Linked DNA regions of Mus musculus: all the other regions are linked to region 2. Evidence: chromatin contacts called from public Hi-C data. All regions are on one chromosome and are shown on one strand. Each heading gives the region's core, a stretch centred on a gene start, on an enhancer-like site or on the middle of the called end of the contact. The rest is flanking DNA. Distances are from core to core; before and after follow the strand shown. Region 1 overlaps Adamtsl1 (ADAMTS-like 1). Region 2 has its middle 23 kb from the start of Adamtsl1. Region 3 overlaps Adamtsl1 (ADAMTS-like 1).

Evidence for each region. Hi-C and Micro-C count contacts between places; a contact is called where the count stands out from the background.
Region 1: a Hi-C map of uterus shows a contact between it and region 2, with 2.9 times the contacts expected there. The contact joins two enhancer-like sites. A contact is called at or near these places in 1 of 484 Hi-C or Micro-C datasets (uterus), 2 of 115 datasets of contacts at active chromatin or transcription factors (both in embryonic stem cells) and 1 of 9 other capture datasets (embryonic stem cells).
Region 3: a Hi-C map of uterus shows a contact between it and region 2, with 4 times the contacts expected there. The contact joins two enhancer-like sites. A contact is called at or near these places in 1 of 484 Hi-C or Micro-C datasets (uterus), 2 of 115 datasets of contacts at active chromatin or transcription factors (astrocytes and embryonic stem cells) and 1 of 9 other capture datasets (embryonic stem cells).

What each region holds. Positions count from the first base shown.
Region 1 is chr4:86,334,812-86,339,409 of GRCm38.p6, reverse strand. Adamtsl1 (ADAMTS-like 1) reads right to left here. Exons shown (of 29, transcript NM_001368621.1): 17 at 2,393-2,572. Among named protein-coding and RNA genes, the nearest start is that of Gm33730, 100 kb to the left of the region's middle. Within about 2 kb of position 1,994, at least 11 of the 459 cell types and tissues checked have an H3K27ac peak or open chromatin away from gene starts, as enhancers often do. A contact at or near this core is called in uterus, where this site is marked.
Region 2 is chr4:86,028,320-86,032,847 of GRCm38.p6, reverse strand. It overlaps a transcript of Adamtsl1 not described here. Among named protein-coding and RNA genes, the nearest start is that of Adamtsl1, 23 kb to the left of the region's middle. Within about 2 kb of position 2,492, at least 35 of the 459 cell types and tissues checked have an H3K27ac peak or open chromatin away from gene starts, as enhancers often do. A contact at or near this core is called in uterus, where this site is marked.
Region 3 is chr4:86,292,698-86,296,806 of GRCm38.p6, reverse strand. The region is part of intron 15 of Adamtsl1 (ADAMTS-like 1); the gene reads right to left. Among named protein-coding and RNA genes, the nearest start is that of Gm33730, 150 kb to the left of the region's middle. Within about 2 kb of position 1,721, at least 31 of the 459 cell types and tissues checked have an H3K27ac peak or open chromatin away from gene starts, as enhancers often do. A contact at or near this core is called in uterus, where this site is marked.

The DNA.
Region 1 (4,598 bases), core at 745-3,244, 310 kb before region 2:
GTGTGTGTGTATGTGTGTGTGTGCGCACATGAACTCTCATTTGTTCACTGCATGTGCAGAAGCCAGAAGATGACATATAGTAGTATTACAATATGTCACTCTCCACATAACTCTCTTAAAGGAGAGTCTCTCTCACTGACCCAAGAAGCTAGGCTAGTACCAGTGAGCCCCAGATGTATCTCTGGGAGATTGTGTCTCACTATTTCCAGCCTCTCTTCAATGCTAGAAATTTCCATTCATGAACCCTGATAGCTCAGAACTTTAGATAAGGGCTAAGCCTTCATACTTTACCAAGTGTGTCATTTTATTTCCTTAGGGAGAAGAGCAAAGCACAAGGGAGACCTAGAATATGACCCTGAGCCCAGCCATTGCAGGCAATGGAGTGTTTTACCTAGATCCTTCTTTCTCCTGATAATGAACCCAGAAGGTAGGGAACAAGGGTTAAGGTAAACTAGACACAAGTACTTCATGTGTCTCACTTAATCAAGACTCTGCCTACATGATACACTCTGTTATCTTCATTTCAAATACAGTCAGACTAAGGGATAGAAAGATGAAGCAATGAGCTTCATGCTGTATAGTTGCTAAGGGAGTGAGAGTTTAGAGCCAGGTTTGCTTGTCATTGTGTCTGAACTCTTAGCTCTATAAGATCCTGTTCTAATGGTCTACTTGGCTTAATATGATCTGGTTCAGTGGGTTCCTTCCTTTGGTGCTTAAACCAGAAGGGTCCTTCTTTTAAATCACTTTTTAATGACTGTTCTGTGTTCAATATCCTCCAAAGGCCACAAATGTCAGAGGATGGAGGGGTGGCAATTATTAGACATATATAGTCTTCTCTCCATTGCCCATCCATGATAGCCCATCACCCAATCGACACTTGGCCAGGATGTTGTTGCTTGGCACATACACCAGGGCTCTTTTCTGTGTAGGCATTTCTTAATATGATTTATTATATTAAGTAATAATGCCTCCCAAATCAACAGTTTTCTGTTGTTCTTCTGTGTTGCCTGCTGATTAGGGACTCCAGATTCTATTTGACATCTGTTTGACCATTAATGACAGTACCAGATCCAAGCATCCAAGGGGCAAGGGGTCGGACAGCTTTAAAACATGGCTGTTTTAGTTTGGTCAACTAAAAACCACCAGCCAGCATGTCTGTGTACACACACCTTTAAATATGTACACATTTTTCTCTTCCCCTCCATTCTTGTATTCTGCTGAAATACAAACTGTTTCTGGAATGCCCAAATAACCATTCTCCTTTTTATCCTGAAACATCTGGGGTGAGACACAGCCAGAGGTAAGTTTACTAATAGATTATGATGGTAGTTTAGGTTCTTGTACAGCCCCACTTCCCACAGCAGGCACTATCAGATGGACTCTCAACAGCCTGGTAATGTACAAAGCAAGAGTTCCGTGCTTAGAAGTCAGGCATCTTTATTTCCTCAGGCTTCCTTTTCTGTCTGGAAGAGAGTGTTCCTGTGACACACATTTAAACCACCAGCAGTTCCAAACTGAGTTGCATGTTATACACTAAAAAGCCAAGGCAAGAAAGAGAAGGGTCTTGGATATGATTGGGATGTACCAGTCTTTCTGCCAGTTGCTGAGTTTGCTTGTACAGCAATGATTTTTAGACTTCTCTGTGGAAGACACTCAGGTCTTTGAAGCTGGGTAGTTAAAGGCAACTCAAAGAGAATCCTGGAGCTGAAAGCAGTCCGGGTGACTTTTTAACTCTGGATGTAAATGGATTCATGCCAGTGTCAAAACAAGAATTACTCGGAGAAGCAGGTTAGCTGGAGGTTAAGTTTGGGATCCCTAACTCCAGGCACCATCTGGAGCTGAGAGCGCTGAGCCACCACTTTCCCCAAGTACACAGCAATGGGGAAATCAAGTTCTCTTGCTGGGAAGTTGTTCAAGTTTTAGAGTCAGGAAACTAACAGTAAAGAGGCAGGATTTCCTTGGCCTTCTTTTCCTAATAAATCACATCCTTTATTGTCCAGAAACTTGGAAGAGAAGAACCAGGGAGGCCTTGCCCTTCCTGAGCAGAGACTGGAAAGAGCTGGGAGTAGGACGTGGGAGCATGACTGTTGGGAGAAGGGGCTAGGTGCAGAAAGACGCGAAGAACTCTGGGTTTTGGGGTTGTCTGAGGGAGTTCCCATTTATAATCACAGGTTTCTGATGTTCAACTGTTAGGTAAGGGCTGGCTGCATAGCCTAGGTCCCCATAATAAAATCAGCCCATAGCCTAGATATTATGCATCCTACCATATAGACTGATGGCATTACAATATGCCATTCCACACTGTCAGGAGAGCTTTTTGGTCTCTTTTCTATTGTGTGGGATGATTTCTGTCCTATGCGTTCTCTCACCCTGAGAAGAGAAGCATACCTACCTCTGACCACTCTGAGAGAAGCCACTCACTGGGGCAGTCATCTTTCTTGCACCCTTGGTGGGAGGTTGGTTTGGAGGCAGAACAGAAGGTCTCTGGAAGCTCCAGGAAGCTGCCGTCAGCCATACGCTGCTTGCAGAGAACATCACGTTTCTGAATCCCTCCTCCACAGGTCCTGGAACACTGGGCAAGCAAAGCAAAAAGGGTCAGCACCGGCAAGGATCCTGATCACGACCTGATTCTTGGTGGAGTAAAGAGCAGGGAGGTGGTTTTTTCGTTTTTGTTTTTGACAAACCAGGAGTCAGGTCAAAGGGCTTTGCTTCTTGTCTTTGCAGTGAATTATGTAGCAAAGATTTTGTAGCTCCCCACTTGTAATCTCAGGTATTTAACTTGAGCATCCAGGAATTCAGGAGCCCTGGAATCTTAGAAATTTGCCCCTGAACTGTGATTTGTAGCCACTAAAGAGAACTGGTTTAAAAGGTTAGTATAATAAAGTGTTCAACATATTTATGATCCAATGAAAATAATCTGTGCAGCTTCCAGCATGAGGAAGAGGGACCTCCTGCCATCAGAATCAACCATCAGAAAAAAATTAATTTGCAGAGAGAAAGGACTCTCCTCTCCCCCCACGTGGAAGCAAGCACTCACTCAACCACACTGGGCAATGGGAGATTTAGGAACCAGGTTTCTGAAGAACTCATCTGGACTGGTGATTTCTAAGGGCACTGGGAGCCAGAGGCGCTGAAATCTGGTATGCAAGAAAAATAGCCTCATGTCAGTGGTTTTCAGAGGGACCGCAGTAAAACACTTTGTTTACATGGAACTTAATCGTTATAATCTGGCTGCTTAAGGCAGGAACGAGGCCTCCTGGGGCACAGACTGTTGGCTTTCTCCAAGTATTTGTCCCTTCCCTTTTAAGGGCCCTCAGCTTTTAGCATGGTACACGGTTTTCTGTATAGGCTATATTTGGCAAGCTCCCTTGAAGGCAAGCACAGCCACTGGACTAAACGATGGCCAATGGGATATAAACAGATGGATGTATGCGATTTCAAAGACCTCAGCTAAAGAGAGACCCACACCGCTCCTTGCTGCCAAGAATTGGCATGGGGTGCATGCGATATGCAAATGGGGTGTGAGTGATATGGAAAAAGATAGAGTAGGTTTCATTGTTGACTGAGAAGCCCTGCCTACCTCTTCTTATGCAAAATACTCTTTAGTCTTTGAAGCCACTATAATTTTGAGATTTCTGTTACTACACTCTGATAGAACCCTAGTTCTTATATGCTAAACCATGGCTTTGCTAGGTTGGTGCAGCTCAACCAAGACATTTCAGGGTGTCCTTTGGTTTCTTAGGAACAGTCTCTAGTTATTCACTTGCTGCCCTGGTTGTTTGAGACATTTAATCTAGGTCCAAAAGCTGAGAGTTTGCATTGAAGGAAAGTAGCTCCAACAGGCTAGATGTCACCCTCCTTGGTGGTGGTCTTATTAGGTAGCCAGTAAGATATTAGGGCTGAATTGTACCCCTGCTCTCACCTCAATCAACTGCTCAGATAGCCAGGGGCAGGAACTGCAGGACTTTAGTTATTAATCAGAGGAATCCGGCCTGAGTCCTGTCAGGAAAGCCATTGACTATCTAAACCTGGTTCCAGCCTTATAAGACTACTATATAGAAAGGTGATAAACTAATTCATACTGTTGCCCAAGTCAAGGGATTGCAGAGATGGCTCAGGACTTAAGGACATTGGCTTTTTTTACAGAGGACCTAGGGTTTGATTCCTAGTGCCTACATGGCAGTTCACAGGTATCCTAGGTTACCTAATCCCAGGTAAGTATTGTATGCAGATAGTCAGACAAACTTGCAGGCAAAACACTCATACAATAAAAAAAAAATAAAATAAAAGACAGAAAGACAGACAGACAGGAAGGAAGGAATGAAGGAAAGAAGGAAAGAAGGAAGGAAGGAAGGAAAGAAGGAAAGAAGGAAAGAAGGAAGGAAAAAAGGAAAGAAGGAAGGAAGAAAAAAAGGAAGGAAGGAAAGAAGGAAGGAAGGAAGGAAAGAAAGAAGGAAGGAAAGAAGGAAGGAAGGGAGGGAGGAAGGAAGGAAGGAAGGAGAGAAGGAAGGAAGGAAGGGAGGGAGGGAGGAAGGAAGGAAGGAAGGAAAAAAGGAAGGAAGGAAGGCAGGAAGGAAAGAAGGAAAGAAGGAAGAAAA
Region 2 (4,528 bases), core at 1,243-3,742:
ACAGTGTTAGGGCACCAGCTTGCTTGTGTCCTTGCCAGCAGTTGGGACTGTTAGATGTTAAAGTGTCAGCCACGTCACTAGGTATGTAGCAGTAGTATGTCACTGTGATTTCAGGATACATTTTGGAAAGTGCTTATGAAAATCCTCTCATGTAAATTTTCTGGACATGTCTATTTTCTGACTGTTGATATTTTGTCCAGTTTATGCTGAGTTGCTAATTTTTGTATTACTGAGGTATTAGAGACTTTTTTTTTAACATATTCTGGACACAAGCCTTTGCAAAGTTTGACAACATGAGAGTTAACAATACTATTTATCAAAGTACATTGTACCAACAAGGAAATATTAATTTTAATGTGACTTTTTTTTTCTAATTATTTATGACTTGATTAAATCAAACACATTGCCTCTAATAGAAAAGCAGCAGATAAAATTAAGTCATAGTACAGTCATATACTATATAGTCCAGAAACAGAAAGATAACTGGCCCTAATAATGGAGACAAATCATAATATTTTATTTAAATTAAATATCTGAGCTGTTGACACATTTTCAGGATAATTTTTGCTACTTAATTAATAGGCCTTTTCTGTTTTCCATTTCCAATGGAGTTCAAAGGGTTGAGTTATATTCTCAAAAGTTCCTGCTTGAAAGCCCTCAATTCATCTCTTACATAGTTAGCCTTCCTTAACATCTATAGGAGTAAGTATGAAAGTTAAAAGCACAGAAGATTTCATGGCTAGGAGGTAGGGAATATCTGGAAATAGATAGAGGAAGGGGAAAATATAATCAAAGTATACCGCACAAAAAATTTAAATATACATACATAGAAACATGTACATATGATTTTTCAGTAATTGTTTCTCCTGGCAATGAATAGTTTTTCTCCATAAATGGGCATAGTATTTGAACAAGAACAAAGAAAGTTCCTGTATATTATACTCATAGACACATTTTCAAGAAAAGGATATTAACCATCAAAATGTATATTGCTTAATACTACTAATAACCAAAATTATCTCACCACTGAGAGATTATAGACACACAAATGTGTACATTTTATATACACATTTCCTTCTCACAGAGAGGTATGATGGAGTGGTCACAGTTTTGGCACAGGATGCTTTGTAGAAGGCAACGTCAGAGAAGTAGTTACATTGTAGAGACCACAGAGACTAGGCTAGAGCAAATGCCTAGCATACACATTAATGGACAGTACGATTATTTACTTGGTGTGGTATTCAGAGTCTGGTAGAAACCATCTAGAATTATGTTAATATTTATAACTCTTCAGAACCTTTGTTTTTGCCATTATTTTAATTCACAATGATGAACTTTAAGGTCAGCTTTAAAACGTGCTTTTGGTAGGTGATTTTTCTAACTTAAGGTTTCCGGGCTTGGAAGTGAAACATTTGAGAGGTAGGGCATGACCTTTATAATGCTTTGCTCTGTTCCTGGCTGCTGTGACGCTTGGCCCCAATATCGCTGTAGTTTTCAAGCTTCTTGGTTTGATTACAATAGCAATCATTCTCCCTTGACACCAACTGGATGACTCGCTCATCCAGCGTCCTGCGTCTGTCCTTCCCACGTTGGCCTCTGGCAGCAGACCCTTGCTTCTGCGTGCCAAACGTCTCTCTCCAAGGCTCCTTGACATTTTTCCCTGAGTAGCTCAGCAAAAGCAACACAAAAGAGCAAACCCCTGGAGGGATGCTTAACTGGGGATTCAGAAGGTAACAAAAGGACTCCTTAGTGAGACTTAGGGTTTTGTTTATTAATTACTTTATGTTCTCTCATGTTTTCTGGTTAGAAAGGGGGCGTACGGATCTTTTGTTTTTATGGAGTTCTGAAAATGTTTGCGGGGCTATCAAAGCTTTCTACTGAAAGTTTATGGACAAACCAAACAGGATTTCTCCCATGACCGCGCATGAATCCTCAGCACTGCGGAAGTTTTTATACATCCGAGTTCAGGCTCCTATCACTACAGAGCCCCCGCCATTGCTCTCCTTGGGAGCATTCGTACAGAGCGAGGTGAGGAACAGTGGGTGGAGCCAGGAGTCTCATTTTAAGAAGCAATGAATGACTTTGGACATTTGAGAGGGATTTGTATAGGTCTGTCTGAGGTCAAATCCTTCAAGGGTCCTCTTGCTCAGACTCTACTGTGGCTAGGGTTCGGCTTTCATCAGGTGAACAGACGAGCCAAGTTGACCTTTTACGGAACACTAGGATGCTGTTAGTTTTCTTTCTTTTGAGGGCTCTCTTTTCCCCCACAGAGGTCTGTGGTGTCTCCCCTTTCGACCTCCCCATAGGTATGACATCTATTTTCCCCACTATCTCGATGAATAATGACACAGAGGGCATGCAGCCAATCCTACCAGCACTTTACACTTTCTACAGAATAAAAAGGCACCAAAGCAAACATTCTCCAACCCCCAGCCTCAGGGATTGTGACTAATTTCCAAGCTCTCTTTGCTCTGTAGTAGAATCCTGGCTGTCATTTCACACTTGGCTTTTTTTCACAGAGCCCTTGAGCAAACTTTATTTACAGTGTACACGGACTTTCATTACTACATAATGCAGAAAATATTTGCTTCACTATGAAGCCAATTGGATATTTATTTTGATTTTTGTTCCTTGTGGTAAACAGAACTCAAAACACTCTCTACTACCATTGTTCCAAACTAGTCAAAAAAATATGTCAACAATCAGCACAGCAATTGTGTGGCCCAGATCTGGTGATTGCCTCACCTCCCCTCCAGCTAAAGGAAAGTTTTGCTTAAAAAAAAAAAAAAAAAAGAAAGAAAGAAAGAAAAGAAAAAAAAAGAAAAAAAATGTCAATTTGAAACTTGAAAGCAACCCTCACTCATCAGGACTGTCTTCAGCTCACACTCAAGACTGCCTTTCTCAGGATGTCACCACACAAGAACATCTTCTCAAGGTTTTGGAATGAAACTTTTTCTTTGGATTGGGTCCCAAAGCAGGTTTCATTTTGCTATCAGACAAATAGAAGAATGCCAAGGGTGAAAGTCCTTTCTGGTTTAGAAGGACGGAGGGAAGAACTGGTGTGGGGGGAACGCACGTTTACACACAGATGCAGTTGTTTCTAGTAACATTATGTGCCACTGGCTTTTCTGATTGCACTTCCTTCGAGAACCAACTTGCCCTGAGCACCTCCTGTGGCTTGCAAAGATTGTCCAGACTTGGAATGGACCCACCTGGCTTTCTGTATGGTCCCATTTCTGCATATTCACAGTACAATAAACATGCCAGCCCAAACTGCCTGCTCAGCACACTCGCTGTTGACTCTCTGTGATGAATACTTTTTATAATTTGATAGACTTTTGACTGATGTTAAATCCTGCCGATAAAGCCCATACCTGATTATTTTTGCATTTTAAAGAAAGAAAAATAAATCCGGAGTAGCACAGAGATTTTAGTTCATCTTTTTAAAATGCTTTGAGTGAACCACATATGCGTGCCAGCACAAATCCAGACTAATATTGATGTCAACACCCCCCCTGGGTATACCTTCCCACTGAGAATTTGGAAGTGAGATTTACTTTCCATCTTAGACTTAAGCCTGCATATAGTGTTTCTGGAACTTTAATCCTAAAAGATCATTGCTCAGTGGCTTTTTCTCTTCCCTATTCCATTGGGCATTTATTAAACGTCTGCCTTCCCGCTGGAGGTGATCAACAGCTGAGCTAATGTGCTGTGCAGTAGGGAAAGATGTCTTAGGTTCTGGAATCAAAGCCTGGCTCTGTCACTTCCTGGCTACATGATCGAAAGCCAGCTACCAACATTCCTGCTGCCAGTTCCTTCTAGAAAACAAGGAACAGCCTGTCATAGCGAACATGTCTGGGGAGGTAGAGGCAGAAGGTTGGTGAGTCCAAAGTTAGCTTGGGCCACAAAAAAGACTTCATCTTAAAAAAATGTGGGAGGAGATACATCAACATAACAAGGATTAAGTGTAAGGCACTCTAAAATATTTGGTATAGAAGTATAATAGTTAATACTGGCTTCTTTTTGTTCTATGCACACTGTTCTGAATCTTATTAGGTATAATTTTTCCCACTTTACAAGAAATGTAGGTGTTTTAACATTTCGAATTTTCTAAATGGAAACAAGCAAAAGGGGACTGATGATCATTTAATACAAAAAAGTCAAATGAAAAAATTCTAGATGTTACCAGTCAAAGAGTCAAATACTGGCAACAGTTGACATTTGTGCGTGTGTGTGTGTGTGTGTGTGCATGCATGCATGCGTGTGTGTGTGTGTGTGTGTGTGTGTGTTCTGTGTGTAATGCATGTGTATGGGATGTGCATCTACTCATGGACATATGTGGGAATGCTTATGTGTGTGCACACACAGCTGGAGGCCCAAGGTCAATGTCTGGCATCTTTTCTTAATCACCTTTTACCTTGATTTTTAGAGTCACTGAACCTGCAGCAAGACTGGGTAGCCAATGAGCTTCCTAGGTCCTCGAGTTTCTGTCTCACCTGAAGTCTAGGATTATAGGTATGACTTCCAT
Region 3 (4,109 bases), core at 472-2,971, 260 kb before region 2:
GCAAGTTTTGTCCATGACTATAACCACAGCACAATGCCTGGCACAGGAAACAGTCAATAAATACTTAGTTAATGGAGACTGAACAAAGAGAAATTCTGATTATCTTTAAGGGCATCATAAACTTCTAAGTAGAGGGATGCGGGGTGTTTTATAGTCTTTGCACACAGACAAATGTAATCAAGGTATGGTGAAAACATTTACCATTTCAGTCTATAGCTGACCTCAAGTTCTGAATGCCAGGCCTAAGTGCTTCATATGAAAAGTGAAATCGCAGTCTCCCTAGGGTTCTTTATCATGGAAGCCAGTTTCTGTTTTGTGCAGAGATGTTTCTCTGTGTTAAATTTGGTTCCAGGTTTGTTTTTCCTAATAGAACCTATGCATATTTTCTTTCTTATTTGCAAACCTTTTATTTTATAGGAAATATAATCCTTATCTTCAAAGGATCTCAGGATGGTAGTATGGGGAGGGCCTCAGTGATCAAGTAACACTAGCTAGCTTGATCATGACTTCCTTTTTGATCCCCTTACCTGTAGCACCATTATCCTGACAAGTTGACAGGCTCAGTCAGCACATACTGGGTTACTGGAGGGGGGCAAACAAAATGCCGACATTTGCATTGCATTTTGTCAATGAAAATATTACACAGACGATACCATTTCTGATTCTACATGAGAAACAATTGCGATACAATACATAGGTGGTAGGTAATAAAAGCTAACCATCACTGTTTTTATTGGCTTGGGTGGTCAGCACGGGTCATCTCTATCCAAGAAAGACTGGCCCTTTTATGACCTTGTTTAAGCTTCTTTGTTGAGCTCCACTTACTGTAGGAAATACAGTCTAAGCAGCTTTAGGACCGGAGGCCTCCATGGGTGTGGCCTCTGCCTGTTCTTTATGGCACCTACTTCTTGTCCTTTCCTTTGTGTGAAAAAATGTTCTCTTTCCTTTGCCTGGATAAATCCTGCTTTTATGCTTCATCATACAGCGTGGGCTCTAGCTCCTCCAGGAAGAATCAGCCCTGAGGCCTCAAGCTCCCTTGGAACAATTGCTGTTTTGAGGTTGTCCCTTAACAGGTGACATCTTCAAGATGGGGTGTTGTGTTCTGAGGACTGGTACCAAAAGCCTGCTAGACATTAAGATGACTGCCTGTTAGTAAGAGTTTATTACTCTAAGGGCATCTGAACATGTCCTCCAAATCTGGACTTAATGCCTGTGGATGATGGTGAGCTTTGGTGTGCTTTCTCTTTTTGAATTTAAAAGTTAGTGTGGACAGAGCTGAGAAGCAGCATGTCAGCATATGGGAGCTTTAGGGAAGCAGCAGAAGGTAAACCAGTCTTCAGAGAGCACGGTGAAATAACAGCCTTTAAAACAGGACCAGGGTGCCTGCCATGCTTTGAAAGCTCCATTGACTCAATGAAAACACGGCTGTCTTAAAAGGCGACACCTTTCGCTCTGGCCATTTTTAAGGGAATATAAAAGAAAAGTTGAAATTGGAAATCACGTGCTGTCAGTGTGCATGGGTCTTGTTAGTGCACAATAAAGTGGGTGTTCTGGTCTGCTTTTAAAGAGAGGACTCTTTGACCCTAACAGTCCCTTTAAATAAGGATTCTCAGCTTCTTTGATTCTTGTTGGTTCTCAGAAAGGTCCTAGGACTGAGCAGAGATTAGGGCTAGTGCAGAGGGTGGGGAGAGGGAGAGGGAAGAGACTGAATACCATTCCTGGAATTAGGAGCTCCCCCCTCCACTGTTTATCTCCCCGGCACCACTCAGCTGTTCTCTGTTGCACAGAAATAAAAGTTTAGTTTAAGAAGTATGTTAGAACAAAGCTGCAGAAATTGCCTGGAATTTCCTTCATTTTCAGCCATCTGGCTTTCATTTCTAACTCCGTTCCCCTCCTCCACATACATTTACCAAATCTTTTCAACACACACTGGTGGAGCTATCAAATGCTTATAATTAATAACAGTCATACATTTAAAAAAAAAAAAAGTAGTGCTTTCTGGTTTTCTTTGGCTGCTCATGTCACTGCTATTATAAACCAGGGAGATAGTAACTTATTTATTAAGACTTAGCTCAAATCTAATCGAATTTAAGTCTTGAATTTAAAAAATCATGCTTTCATGGAAATTATGACTATTGTTTCTCAGCTAAACTAAAAGATGACCACGTATTTCTCTGGGTGATGATTGTGATTTTGTTTTTTTTTTTTTTTTAATTTTTAATTTTTGAGGCAGACTTGGGTGCTCAGGTATTTTAGGCAGGCCTGGTATTCATAATCCTCTTAATTTGATATCTGAGTTCTGGAACTTTAGAATTGTGTTTTTATACCTAGCAGAGTGTGTGTGTGTGTGTTGGGGGTACAGAGTATTTGAACCCAAGGCCTTATACATGCTGGTCAAACATCCTGACACTGAGCTACACCGCAGCACAGATCTTATTATTGTTTTTGTTATTGACAGAGTCTCACCCTGTAGCCTATGCTGGCCTGGAACTATGCTGGCCCAGGCTTACCACAACTCCATGGCAATCCACTTGCCTCAGTCCCTTAAGTACTGAAGTTGTCGCCGTGACTCACTATACCCAGCATTATAAAATGTTTCCCCATTTTAAAGAAGAGAATGAAGATCTAAAAACGTCCATAGCCCTTCAAAGGTTAGTGAGAAGTGGCCCAAGAGGCTTGGACCACAGGTCTACATCTACTTGCTCATCGTTTTGAATGTCTCGGGGATGGGAAAGCTTCATAGCTCATGAGTGGGGCTGAGTGAAAACTTGAACCTTCTGAGCAATAAATGCAGTAAGATCTTGTTTACAAATATCAGAGCCTTGTATATTTGTGTATGTTCACAAACATATATAAATTTATGAAAGGTAGTCTTGATGCATATATACCAAGCCACCAGCATATCTCTCTCTGGGCAAGAAAGGGAGCAAAAAGTGACTAAGCTGGTTAAGGGTGGGGTTGGGGGGGGAGGTTACCTTTCTGCCCTGATTACTACTGCTGTGCTTGAGGAGTTTTAAAAAAATCTTTTGTTTTAAGGAAACAAATACAGTCTGAATGCACTGTAATCACATCATTTTACCTTTCTTTCCCCCTCCAGTTCTTCTCATGTCCCTTCACCTCATCTTGAATTCATGATCTCGTCTATAACATTGTTAGATTGTTTTATATGCATACACACACCCCCATACACACCCCCCCACACACACACACAATCTACTGAGCCTATTTAGTGTTGCTTGAATGTACATGTGTTTAGAATTGACCACTTAGGATTGAAAAACCTCTTAGGGGGTTCATCCCTAGAGAAAACGGATTCTCTCCCCGTCAACTTCTATTGGTTGCCTGTAGTTTCTCACCCAGAGGTAAAGCCTTACAAACTTTTCTCCCATACACAGTGGCATGTTGTTTGGTATGGTCACTGTGCGGGTCATGTGCAGGCAACTATACTGTTGAGAGTTCATGATGGCAGCATCCCTGATATGCATCAAATCGTCAAAGACACTATCTCATAGTAGCCATTTTGACCCTCTGGCTCTTCCCATCTTTTTACCTTCTCTTCCTTGATATTCCCTTGAGTTTTAAAGGATAGGTCTCTTCATGAGCTACTTAGATAATCAGAATGCCCAGAAAGTTTTGTTTTTTAATAAACTGGTAACAGAGACTAATTTCTTTCCCCACAATGGCTCTTGGCTTCTTTTTAAAATCTTCTCGGAGCCAACCACACTCACTGATGGCACACTGGGGAAGAGGATACAGCCTCTGAGACTCAAATTGCTTATTGTTAAATGTGCACAAAAGAGTTTCCTTCTCTATGATAATAACTCCTTTCCTATCAACTTTGAAGAAAGCTCTCACTGATGGTTTATAAGCAATGTTTTATGGCCAATTTTAGGGAAGGTTGAAAAGAACAAATACTTATCCTCCACAGTCTGATCCCTGCCGTCCCAGAACCAACCTTTCCATTGGCCATTGCTAACAACCACTCAACCTCTTTGTCCCTGTCACTTCCACCAAAGCTTACCTTGTATATCCTTCTTTACTTTAACTACACTTTTCTGTATACAAGTGATAACATAAATGCTATAATTACATTTATATTTTTGTTTGAC